Regions from separate parts of the Zea mays genome. Here regions 2 and 3 are each linked to region 1. A link is a contact called in public Hi-C data. All regions are on one chromosome and are shown on one strand. Each heading gives the region's core, a stretch centred on a gene start, on an enhancer-like site or on the middle of the called end of the contact. The rest is flanking DNA. Distances are from core to core; before and after follow the strand shown. Region 1 holds the start of LOC100285405 (endo-1,4-beta-glucanase Cel1). Region 2 holds the start of LOC100283846. Region 3 holds the start of LOC100191965.

Region 1 (3,246 bases), core at 343-2,842:
TACGAGTTGTTCCCCGTGGCGAAGTACATCCACGCACCGCCCCACACGAACTCGTCCCAGTAGCTGGTGGAGTTGTAGAAGATGGCCTGGTCAGATCCGTTGGGGCTGTATCGCCCACGCTGCAGCCTGCCGAACTTGTACAGGGCCTTGGCGCCCTTGACGAGCTTGTCGGAGTAGGTCTTGCTGTTCTTGAACACTATGGAAGCTGCGGCCAGGGCGGCAGCCATTTCCGACGCTAGATCTGAGCAGGAGTGGCACTCGGTGACCGGCCTCTTGTAGTCGATGTCCTCTGGCCTCATCCAGCAGTAATGGTCGTTAGGCTGACTGCTGCCTTTAGAGGTGTCACCTACACCCACCTGCACGCATTGAGAAGTGTTGATACGGGAGTCAGCGGTCTGCTGTCCGCAGATGTGTGCTGTAGAAAGGATGCCAAGGTACTGGATCTGATGACCAGTTGCTTTGCACGACAGAGCAAATCAGCCGCCAAGATGATCTATTGTTGTTGCTACCAACCTGAGCGACGATCCTGTCTATCGTGTCGGCAGACGAATTGAAGGTCTTGAGGATGTAGTCCGTTCCCCACTTGATGAGCTCCCTGATATGGTCGAGCTCGCCGATGGCCTCGTACTTGGCCCTGTACTCGATCACGCTCCAGCTGAGCATGGTCATGGACCATGCCATGGGGTAGTTGAACTTGATGGCGTCCCCCGCGTCGTAGAAGCCTCCGACCAGGCTCCGGCGGACGGTGCTGTCGGAGAGGCCGTCCTTCATGCAGGAGTTGCCCCTCCAGCTCACGCCATTGTGCTTCGGCAGCGGGCCGGCTGACATTTCCAGAAGACGCGTCGTGAGTGAGCAGGCGAAAACGGGGAATTTCTGTCGGTGCAGCACAGCACTCGTTCTCTCCGTCAATTTTAATCGCTTTTACGAATCTCCCATGTGGAGTCTGTTGGTGTCAAAAAAATGTATGACAGGAGTACTGAAGCAACAAAGACATGTATCTGACGCAAAACCCGGCCGGATCTGACAGGAGAATTGAGAATTCAGAGCAGACGACTCACATCGCTGCGCGTTGAAGAACATGAGCGCCTTGTGCAGCGCCTGCGTGTACTGGTCGGGCGGCGGCGGCGGGGGGCGCTTGTGCGGGACGAGCTTGACGATCATGATGACGAAGCCGATGAAGACGCCGAGGCCGAGGATGGTGCCGACGGTCCACATGAAGACCTTACGGTCGACGACGACGCAGCCGAGGTCGACGTACCGCTTCTTCTTCTTGCCGGCCTGGTCGCCGGGCCCGGCCAGGAGCCAGCTCTGCTGCGTCTCGTCCAGCTGCCGCATCAGCGCCGCCCGGTCCAGGTCGCGGCTCCGGTCGTCGTCCGTCGCCGAGTCGGCGTTGGAGATCTCCAGCGGCCCGCCCCAGGGGTCCCGCCCGAACATCCTGCCCGGCCGGCTCGGCTCGGCTCTCCCGCTCGTCCTCCTCCTCCGCCCGCCGCGACGCGGCTGGCCTCTCTTCTCCCCCCCTGGCTGGCTCGGCGGCGGCAATGGGAGGTCTTGGCGGGTGGATCGAGTGGAGGGAGGGGGGACGGGTCGAGTGCACGGCACGAGTGAGCTGGGGTGGTGGTGGCGTGGCGCTCTGCTTTGTTATGGCGTGCGATGGGGTGGAGGGATCAGGTGGTTGGGGCGTTGCTTTCGCCTGCCCGCCGACCCTTTGGGCTGGGCGAGGGTGATCGGCTTCGCCTGAATGCTCGCACACCCACTCGTGTCTGTCTCCTCTGTCGTTGCCGCTGCGCACTGCGCTATCGACCGACGGGTGGGGTGGGTGCCCCGCGCCGTGTCACAGGGTGAGGGAGGGAGGGTGGGTTCTGCTGCGCCTATGCGCGTCCGCGCTGGTGTGGGGCCTGCCCGCTCTCTACTGTCTCTATGCAGGCGGAGCGCATTTGCGTGATTGCATATAGGCATGGGTACAAAAAGAGGGAGACGTACAAGAGGCGGCTTCCGGTCATGCGCCGACGAATCGAACCCCACCGAGGCTTCCGCTCGAGGCTCGACGAACTCGCACGCTTCCTGCACTGTTTGGAACCTCTGCTATAGCTGCAAAGCAATTCAGCACGCAGGAGAACCGCGCGGTAGTTGTAAGCTACGTTACTGTGTGTATTTGGGTGGTTATATAAGAAAAGGGAGGATAGGTTGTTGTTATTAATAACTTTTCACTACCGTAGATCACCGCGGGGGCACAGTTGTTGTACGCGCCCGCCTCATGAAAGGTGTAGTAAGCGACAAAGATAGATTGGGGGACAATAATGCATGAAAGCGACGGCATTATTAACTTGTCTCCCATCTGCTTTGTTTTGCTTTCCCTTTGCAAAGCGGTAACCGTCCGTCGTCCCTCATCAATTCAAAGGCTCGAGCGCGACGCATTCAGTAATAGTGGTACTGCTACACTAGGGGCATCTCCTAAAAAAAAGTAATTAGAAAATCCGTAGCCAGACCCCTTTTATTATCTAGTGCACAGTTTAACGAGAGCTGCTGCCTGCTGCATTCGAGCAGTCCGAACCTAAAACACTACTTATAGTTTCTATAGCCTACACATCATTTAGAAACTACTGCTAGACACTACCTCTTCAATATAAATATCAATATTAATTAACTGAATTTAATACTTCTTTTCGTTGTGATTTAGATATCGTGTTGAAACCAAGTCTTATACAAGACCCAGTTTCTTACTCTTTCTTTATTTAATTGTTTGCCACATCATCTTTTAGTTTATATCACAGTTAAATTAATGTTATAGAAATTGGATACCGTGGAGGGTTAAGACTGCTCTTATAGGTCAGGGAGAGAAGAAAACAGCAGTCAACACCAGAGCTCAGGCTCAGACCATGTCTCGGACATGCATTGTCTGCTTAATTAGATGCGTGTATTAAACTGAAACGAGATTCCTATCTAGGTTGCCCACTAGGCTACGGCCTACGGGAACCAACTTTGCCAATATCTAATGGTTCTTTTAAAGATGTATAGTCACACACACTTTATGCGTTTTTAGTATAATTTAAGGAGAGATCAGGAGAAATATGAGGCGCTGATTACACGCCATCGGCGGCTGTTCGCAGTGGTCATGGATATGCCACTGGTTGTCGTGCCATGTACTACTACTACTAACTGGCGTGTACCGCACACTAGTAGCATTGCGATAGAAGTCACCTTGTCTCGTGTGGGGAAAAAAAATATTAGGTGCGCCCCGGGCGACGC
Region 2 (3,246 bases), core at 518-3,017, 180 kb after region 1:
TAACAGAACCAAATACTTCGTCTTGCTAGCAACATGACGACATGCCATATTGTACCTATAGATCAGCATCTGTGCTGACACAGTATTAGCAACATGCCAGCGATATATTCAGCCAGTCACAGTGCCACTCAAAATATATTCAGCTTGGGCGCAGAGAGAGAGAGAGAGAGAGAGAGAGAGAGAGAGAGAGAGAGAGAGAGAGAGAGAGAGAGAGGTAGTATGCCGTATGCGTCGACACCTTTTGGCAGGCCTGTATTCTGGATTTCAGACAATTGAGCCCACTAATGTATTACAAGAATATAGCATGGACTGGGTCCATGACATTGGGTTCGGTTTTCTGTCACTATCAAACCAATAAGGAATCACCACCAAACAGAGAATCCAAATAATGGCGTCTCCACTCAGGACACTGAACTCCATACACGAACTCGACTGTCTCCATGACATTTAATTCGGGTTTATGAAATCATTGCAGATACGAACAAACGAATCATAAACTCATGCCTGTCTCGGAAACAATTCTGAGCCAAGTAGAGTTTTTTGTTTTCTTTTAACAGAAGAAGAAGAAGAAAGTTTTAAAAAGCAGTAATGCAGCAGGCCGCCTCACCGATACAAAACTGAAATCTCTAAACAGCGCCAACGGAAAACAAAGGAAAGAAGGAAAACTCCACCCCCTCCTCTATCAGAGGCTGTAGATACAAACTCGATCTGCATCTACTGCGAGGGGAGGGGTAAAAAGCGAATAAGCAGTCTATGTGCACCGATAAAGATACCAAACGGAAGGCATCGATATTCGATACGGTGCCTCAGGCCACAGCTAATAGCCAAACAAATGAGAACATGGATCCTCTAGCGGGGAATGAACAGATCAGGCACTGAATAGCCAGAGAAGCGAAGTAGAACATGTCCTTTCGTCGTCTTTCGTCCCATTTGCTACCCAGCAACGTTCTCTCTTCTTTTCTTTGCCTAAAACCTCATCTCCTTCTACTGTATAAACCAAGAGCAGAGTTCCTCGCAGAGGAAGAGAGCAGACCGTGAAGAAACCAAGGGGGAAAAAAAGGGATAATAGTCTTCTCACAAAGCGAGACCACCGTAAACGTCGAGCTAGCTTTCCTCGCGGAAAAAACTTGTCTTTTTTTTTTCTTCCTTTTGGTACGAAACGGGCGAGCAGATACGCTAGCTCACGTTCTTTTACAGCGTAATACGAGCAGGAGCAGACCATCCCGTGTAGAAATCTAGAGCGAGAAAGCCAGAAAGGACGCTCTCAACGGCAACGCACGGGTAGCTGTAGCTTAGCTTTACCCCGATCCAAAGCAGGTAACACTAGTTCCACCGGAAACGCCTCTCAAGGCTCCTCTAGACTTGCAGAGCAGGCAGAGTTCACGGTTGGGGGGGCATCGATCTCCCCCGTTTAGCATAGGCTTAAGCAAAAAGGGTGTTGGGTTCTTCTGGTGCTTTACCTGCTCGAGCCGAGCGGAGCCGAAGCGAAGCCTGCGCCGCAGTGGAGAGACGGGGTTGGGGGTGGTGGGGACTTGGGAGTGGAGTGGAGGAGGAAGATGGAGGAAGGACACTTGTTACGCTGGGGAGGCGAGGGTGCGTGGCGACGAGCGCTGATTTAATAAAAGCGACGAGCCTCTGCGTGTGGGGAGCCGTGAAGTCATGTGCCGCCGGTCTTATCCAGATGGCCCTGTCTCCTCTTTCGCTTTTCCTTTTTTTTTCTTTTCTTTATGAGTCGAATAATTCTAAGGTAACTGAGTATACGTTTTTTTATAATAATAAATTGATTAAAATGTAAATTAACGGTGGTTGTGACTGATTTATTTATCTCTTTTTTTCGAAGAAAAAGATTGATTTTGTTTATCAGGAAGTATATTTTTTTCATTATTTGACAGAGCTAATGAGGAGCAGCCGGGTGGCGCACCTGCAGCACTGCGCAGCGCTAGATTATCCATCTATCTATCTTTTTTTTTTGTTCCGGCTTGTCAGCGGTCAGTCAGCCGTTGCGCACCGGACGGTGAGCAGAAGAAAACCACGGGCCGAGAAGTGAAGTCCATCGCTGTTGCGCCTGCGCGTAGGGAGGAGTCCCGGGGTGACGAAGAGCATGCATTGATGCGCGGAGGCGGAGCAACGGATCCCGGCAGTGGGCAGTGCCTACCACTACTCCACTAGCGTAATAATCAATCATGACTGACCGCAGGCGCCAAGGATTAGAGAGGACGCAACCCAACCCACAAAAGGACAGGGCACAGGAGGGTGGCTCCGTGGCTGGCGGGGCAGTGCACGGGGCCAGACAGGGCCGGTGCGCGTCGGCGTCGGCGTCACGAGCGCGCGTAAACAAAACAGGCGTCGCCGTCCCGGTGCCTCGTCGGGTCAGGAACCGGGCGGGAGTCGGGACGACGACGAGAAGAACAGAACGGGATGGGTCCTGCGTCTTCCTGGGGGCGGGACGCCAACAGATGGAGCGGAGGGACGGTGACGGCGGCGGGCGCGCGTGACGTGACGTGCGACCTCTGATGCCGACGTTCTGCCAGCCCAGCCGTTGGTGACACGGCTACCCACTCCTCCCTTCCTCTCTGAGTTTGTCGTCGCTGTTATTATCCGCTGCTGGTGGTGGTGGTGGCGCCGAAAATATCTTGGCCGCCGCCGCCGGCTGCATTGGATCGTTCATCTGCGCCTGTGTGGTCGCGCCAAGCTCGTCCCGTCCGTCTCTGGCCCCTACTGCTCCTACGCGAGCGTGCTGTTGCCCTCCCTGAATAGCTGGACCGATTCGCTGCGTTTTCACTCTCCACGGCGATGGTAACGCATTCGGCGGATTCCTAGCCCCAAGACACCGAAGCAGTGACGGTTTCGCTTTCACGGCTCCGAGTCACGGAAACACACATCGCTCGGCTACGCTAGCTAGCTAGTCTTGTGTGGCACTACCCACTAGCCACTTCCCAGTTCCCACCGACGAAGTTCCGTACGTGGACGTCGTGGCTGCCGGCAGCGTACACGGCTTGGATTGGATTATCGACGTAGGCTGCAAGGTGCGAGTGCGTACGTAGCAGCCTCGCCTCGTAGTAGTAGTGTAGTACCCATACCGTGCCTGCCCGCGAGGCCGCGACCACGAGCGGCCGAGAACGCCGGGGACCAGGCATAACGGCGGAGGGAGAGGGAGAGGAGGGAGGCCGGGCCGGTAGACTCCCAGCCGCGGAACGGGCGGTTGCCGGCCGTGGCCGCGCCACCACTCCGCCCTCAACGTCGGCG
Region 3 (3,246 bases), core at 509-3,008, 160 kb after region 1:
ACTTTGTGTTGTTTAGATGAAAAACAAGTTACGAACTAAGTCTCTACCTTACTCCACATTTTAAGTGTGTTTGAGAGTAGGTATGGGATGACTTAGTGTTTTGCAAAGATCAGGGGGAGTTTTCTCTTGATCGGAAGAACTTGTATCTACATCATGTTGTACTCTTTTCTTTGTATGAGTTTTTACCTGATTGAGTTTCTCATTCAAAGTTTTTAACGAGGCAACATCAACACAAGGCCTATGTCGTATCATCTATTTTTCCCATAGAGGTTTTCGAGGATGATACATTATGGCATAGTTATTGTTGCATTTGAACTAGGTGATGAGTTTATCTCCCTAGAGTTCAAATGAATCAACAATAGAGTATGACTACTCTCCTTATTTTTCCCGTTAGGTTTTTAAGGAGACTCGGCTGATATGTTGATTTCTCGGATTTTCTGACTAGATTATCTTGGAGAAATATTAGCCTGAGTTATATGTATCATCATTTATTTTCCCCATGGGGGTTTTTGAGATGATGACTATAGACATGTTATTGTTCTTTGGGCTAGAGGTCCATTGGAGAACAATGTCATACTGTGGTTCAATTGAACCACTGACCATTATCCATAAGGATAATTGAGCTTGTGTTGTTCAGATGGAAACAGGAAAATGGAAATATTAACATCTTGCAAACAAAGTTTTGTGATAATCTTGCTGATCTATTTACAAAATCTCTACCATACTCAACGTTTTCAGAAATGTGTTGAGGTGATTGGTATGAGAAGACTTAAGTGCTTGCAAGATCAGGGGGAGTAATTCTCCGTGATATTCGACCTGTTTTGTACCATCATATTACACTCTTTTCTTTGTATGAGTTTTGCCTTGTTAAGGTTTTCTCATCCAAAGTTTTTAACGAGGTAATATCAACTAAGCTATATGCTTCATCATTAACTTTTCCCCACAGGGTTTTTATGCATGATGATTACAAGCATATTTTTCTTTTGGAAGTTTAATATGAGTTTTACTCATAATCCAAAAGACATTGTGTACTCCTTATTTTTCCCACAGGGTTTTTGAGGAGATAAGATCTTGAAAGAACAGCTGACAGATCATCAAATGAAGTTGGATTGATCAAGGAGGAGTGTTACAAAATATTACATATGTGATCAATCCAAGGGGTGCGACAGTTTTCTCCAAGGGACACACCCCTTGGGATACACCCCTTCACTTGTATATAAGTGTAATGATCTGTGGAATACAAAACAGTGATTGTCTCTGTCATTTATCTCAATCTCGTTACCACTGAGTTCTAACATAGTTTTCATTACTCTCCAACTCTGGGAAGCGGAACGCCGAAACACCTCCACCCATCCGACGTGTCCTAGCCGCGGCGCGCTGACCTGTCCACCCCGTCCACCGTGGCTCGAGCAAACCCCCTTCCCGCCTCCCGCCCGCTGCGTGCCGGAGCGTGCCGCGGCGCGCGAGTGCGCGCGCCCCACGCTCCCTCGCCTCGCATTACACCACGCACGGATCTGCACCAATAGCGGACCACCGGTCGGCCGCAAACCCACCCACAGAATCTTCTCGCTCGCACGGGATCCCAAACTTGCGTCCACGTAGGACGCCGCGCGTGCAACCGAGCCGTTCCAGGAAGCAACAGGGCGGTTGCGCCTCGGAGACCTCTGCCGTGCCGGCTCCGCCAATCCACATCGCTCCCCCCGCCCAACCTATTTCTACGCGCACCACCCGTTCGTCGCCGGTGACTCGTCTCGGCTCGTGCTACTTCTACTTCGGATTGCCACCGGTCTCGCCACCACTCCCGGCGCCTCGAACCATCAACCTGTCGCAAGAGGTCGCGGGCGGTCCGATCGGTGGTGCCGTGCGCGATGGCGGCGCCGCCTACCGTGCGGGGCTACGGGCCAGCGTCGCCGTCGTCGTCGGTGGCGCTGCCTCGGGCGCGATCGCGGGTGCCTGCGTCGCTCGTGCCCGTGCCGACGCGGCGGGCGCCATCGGTGCGCCTGCGTGCGGCGGTCGCGGACGTGCCCCGCGGCGGCCTGCAGCTCCAGCGGCGGGAGGTGGAGGTACTGTCGGGGACCGTGTTCGGCAGAGAAGAGGATGAGGTGTTGGAGAAGGTCGGGGAGGAGAAGGTGGACGGGTGGATACGGGAGTCGATCGCGGAGATCGTGCGGCACATAGGCGAGGCGCCGTTCCTGGTGCACCTGTTCAGCAGCGGCGACGGCGACGGCGAGCACGTGACGGTGCGGCGGGAGACCGCGGCGCCGGAGAGCTGGCCGGACGTGCGGCGCCGGTGGGGGATGGGCGGGCAGCGGAGGCCGGACGGGGTCATCCTGGTCGAGCAGGTGGCGGCCGTGGCCGTGGACGGCGGCGCCTCGGCGTCGGAGGCGGCGCGGCAGGTGTGGGGGCTGGTGGTGCAGGCGCGCGGCATGGAGCACGCCTCGTGTTACGTGCTCGACACCTGCCGCGTGCGCTCGTCGGCCGGGTTCTGCACGCACTTCTGCCTCGCGCGGGCCAAGTGCTTCGGCGACCCCGTCGAGCTCCAGCTCCGCAACGCCTGGCTCAACCGCCTCGCCGGCCGCCGATAGCCGCCACCCGTGGCCTCGGCTACCACTGGACTGATAGTATTAGATGCGCCAAGGACCAAACGCAATGACGATGGGTCCTCTTCGCTGGCAAGAACGAGGAAGAGAAGCACGCGAAATCAGAATCCATCAAATCTTTTCGTTCAGTTCTGTTTCTCCCTGAATTGGAGTTGGAGATCATGTGTACAGATTATTGGCTGTAATTCTTACTGGCGTTCTTCGCTTATTCAATCAAGAAGCGATTCTTCGAGGCAAATTACAGTTAATTCATTGCCTACTCCGAAATTTTCGGATCTCCTCATCTATTGCAACCTCTCTTGCTTTCGTTGCAAGGCTAGTGACGACATGATTACGATTCCATCGGTTTGGATTGCGCCGTGTAAAGTTGGCTGTTCATTTACTAGTAGTTTTTCTCCTCTTCTCGACAGTGTTGGACAGTGTTGGTTCGCTAATTTTATTGAACATCATCCCTAACTTGCGGTCTCGATCCAGTTCGGCATCAGCATGATCCAAACATTTAATTAAAGGGATGCTTTTTGCCTTGACGTGACAACGAAGCTGTCAATATTGACAGCAGAATCAGCTCTGCTCGCCTGAAAGTGGTAGCAGCTGTACGATGCTAGAACGAGTGCACCAACGAAGTTGCCTTGGAAGCTGTGATCAC

The links. Hi-C and Micro-C count contacts between places; a contact is called where the count stands out from the background.
Region 2: a contact with region 1 is called in a Hi-C map of leaf mesophyll, with 2.1 times the contacts expected there. The contact joins the promoter of LOC100283846 here to the promoter of LOC100285405 in region 1. A contact is called at or near these places in 9 of 25 Hi-C or Micro-C datasets (bundle sheath, ear, endosperm and 4 more).
Region 3: a contact with region 1 is called in a Hi-C map of endosperm, with 3 times the contacts expected there. The contact joins the promoter of LOC100191965 here to the promoter of LOC100285405 in region 1. A contact is called at or near these places in 3 of 25 Hi-C or Micro-C datasets (bundle sheath, endosperm and leaf) and 1 of 3 datasets of contacts at active chromatin or transcription factors (leaf).

What each region holds. Positions count from the first base shown.
Region 1 is chr1:280,300,199-280,303,444 of Zm-B73-REFERENCE-NAM-5.0, forward strand. LOC100285405 (endo-1,4-beta-glucanase Cel1) reads right to left here and starts at 1,593. Exons shown (of 6, transcript NM_001158298.3): 1 at 1,059-1,593; 2 at 514-821; 3 at 1-356. The coding sequence starts at 1,434.
Region 2 is chr1:280,476,797-280,480,042 of Zm-B73-REFERENCE-NAM-5.0, forward strand. It overlaps LOC100283846, which reads right to left and starts at 1,768. Exons shown (of 6, transcript NM_001412592.1): 1 at 1,461-1,768.
Region 3 is chr1:280,455,286-280,458,531 of Zm-B73-REFERENCE-NAM-5.0, forward strand. LOC100191965 reads left to right here and starts at 1,759. Exons shown (of 1, transcript NM_001137389.1): 1 at 1,759-2,811. The coding sequence starts at 1,869. The coding sequence ends at 2,585.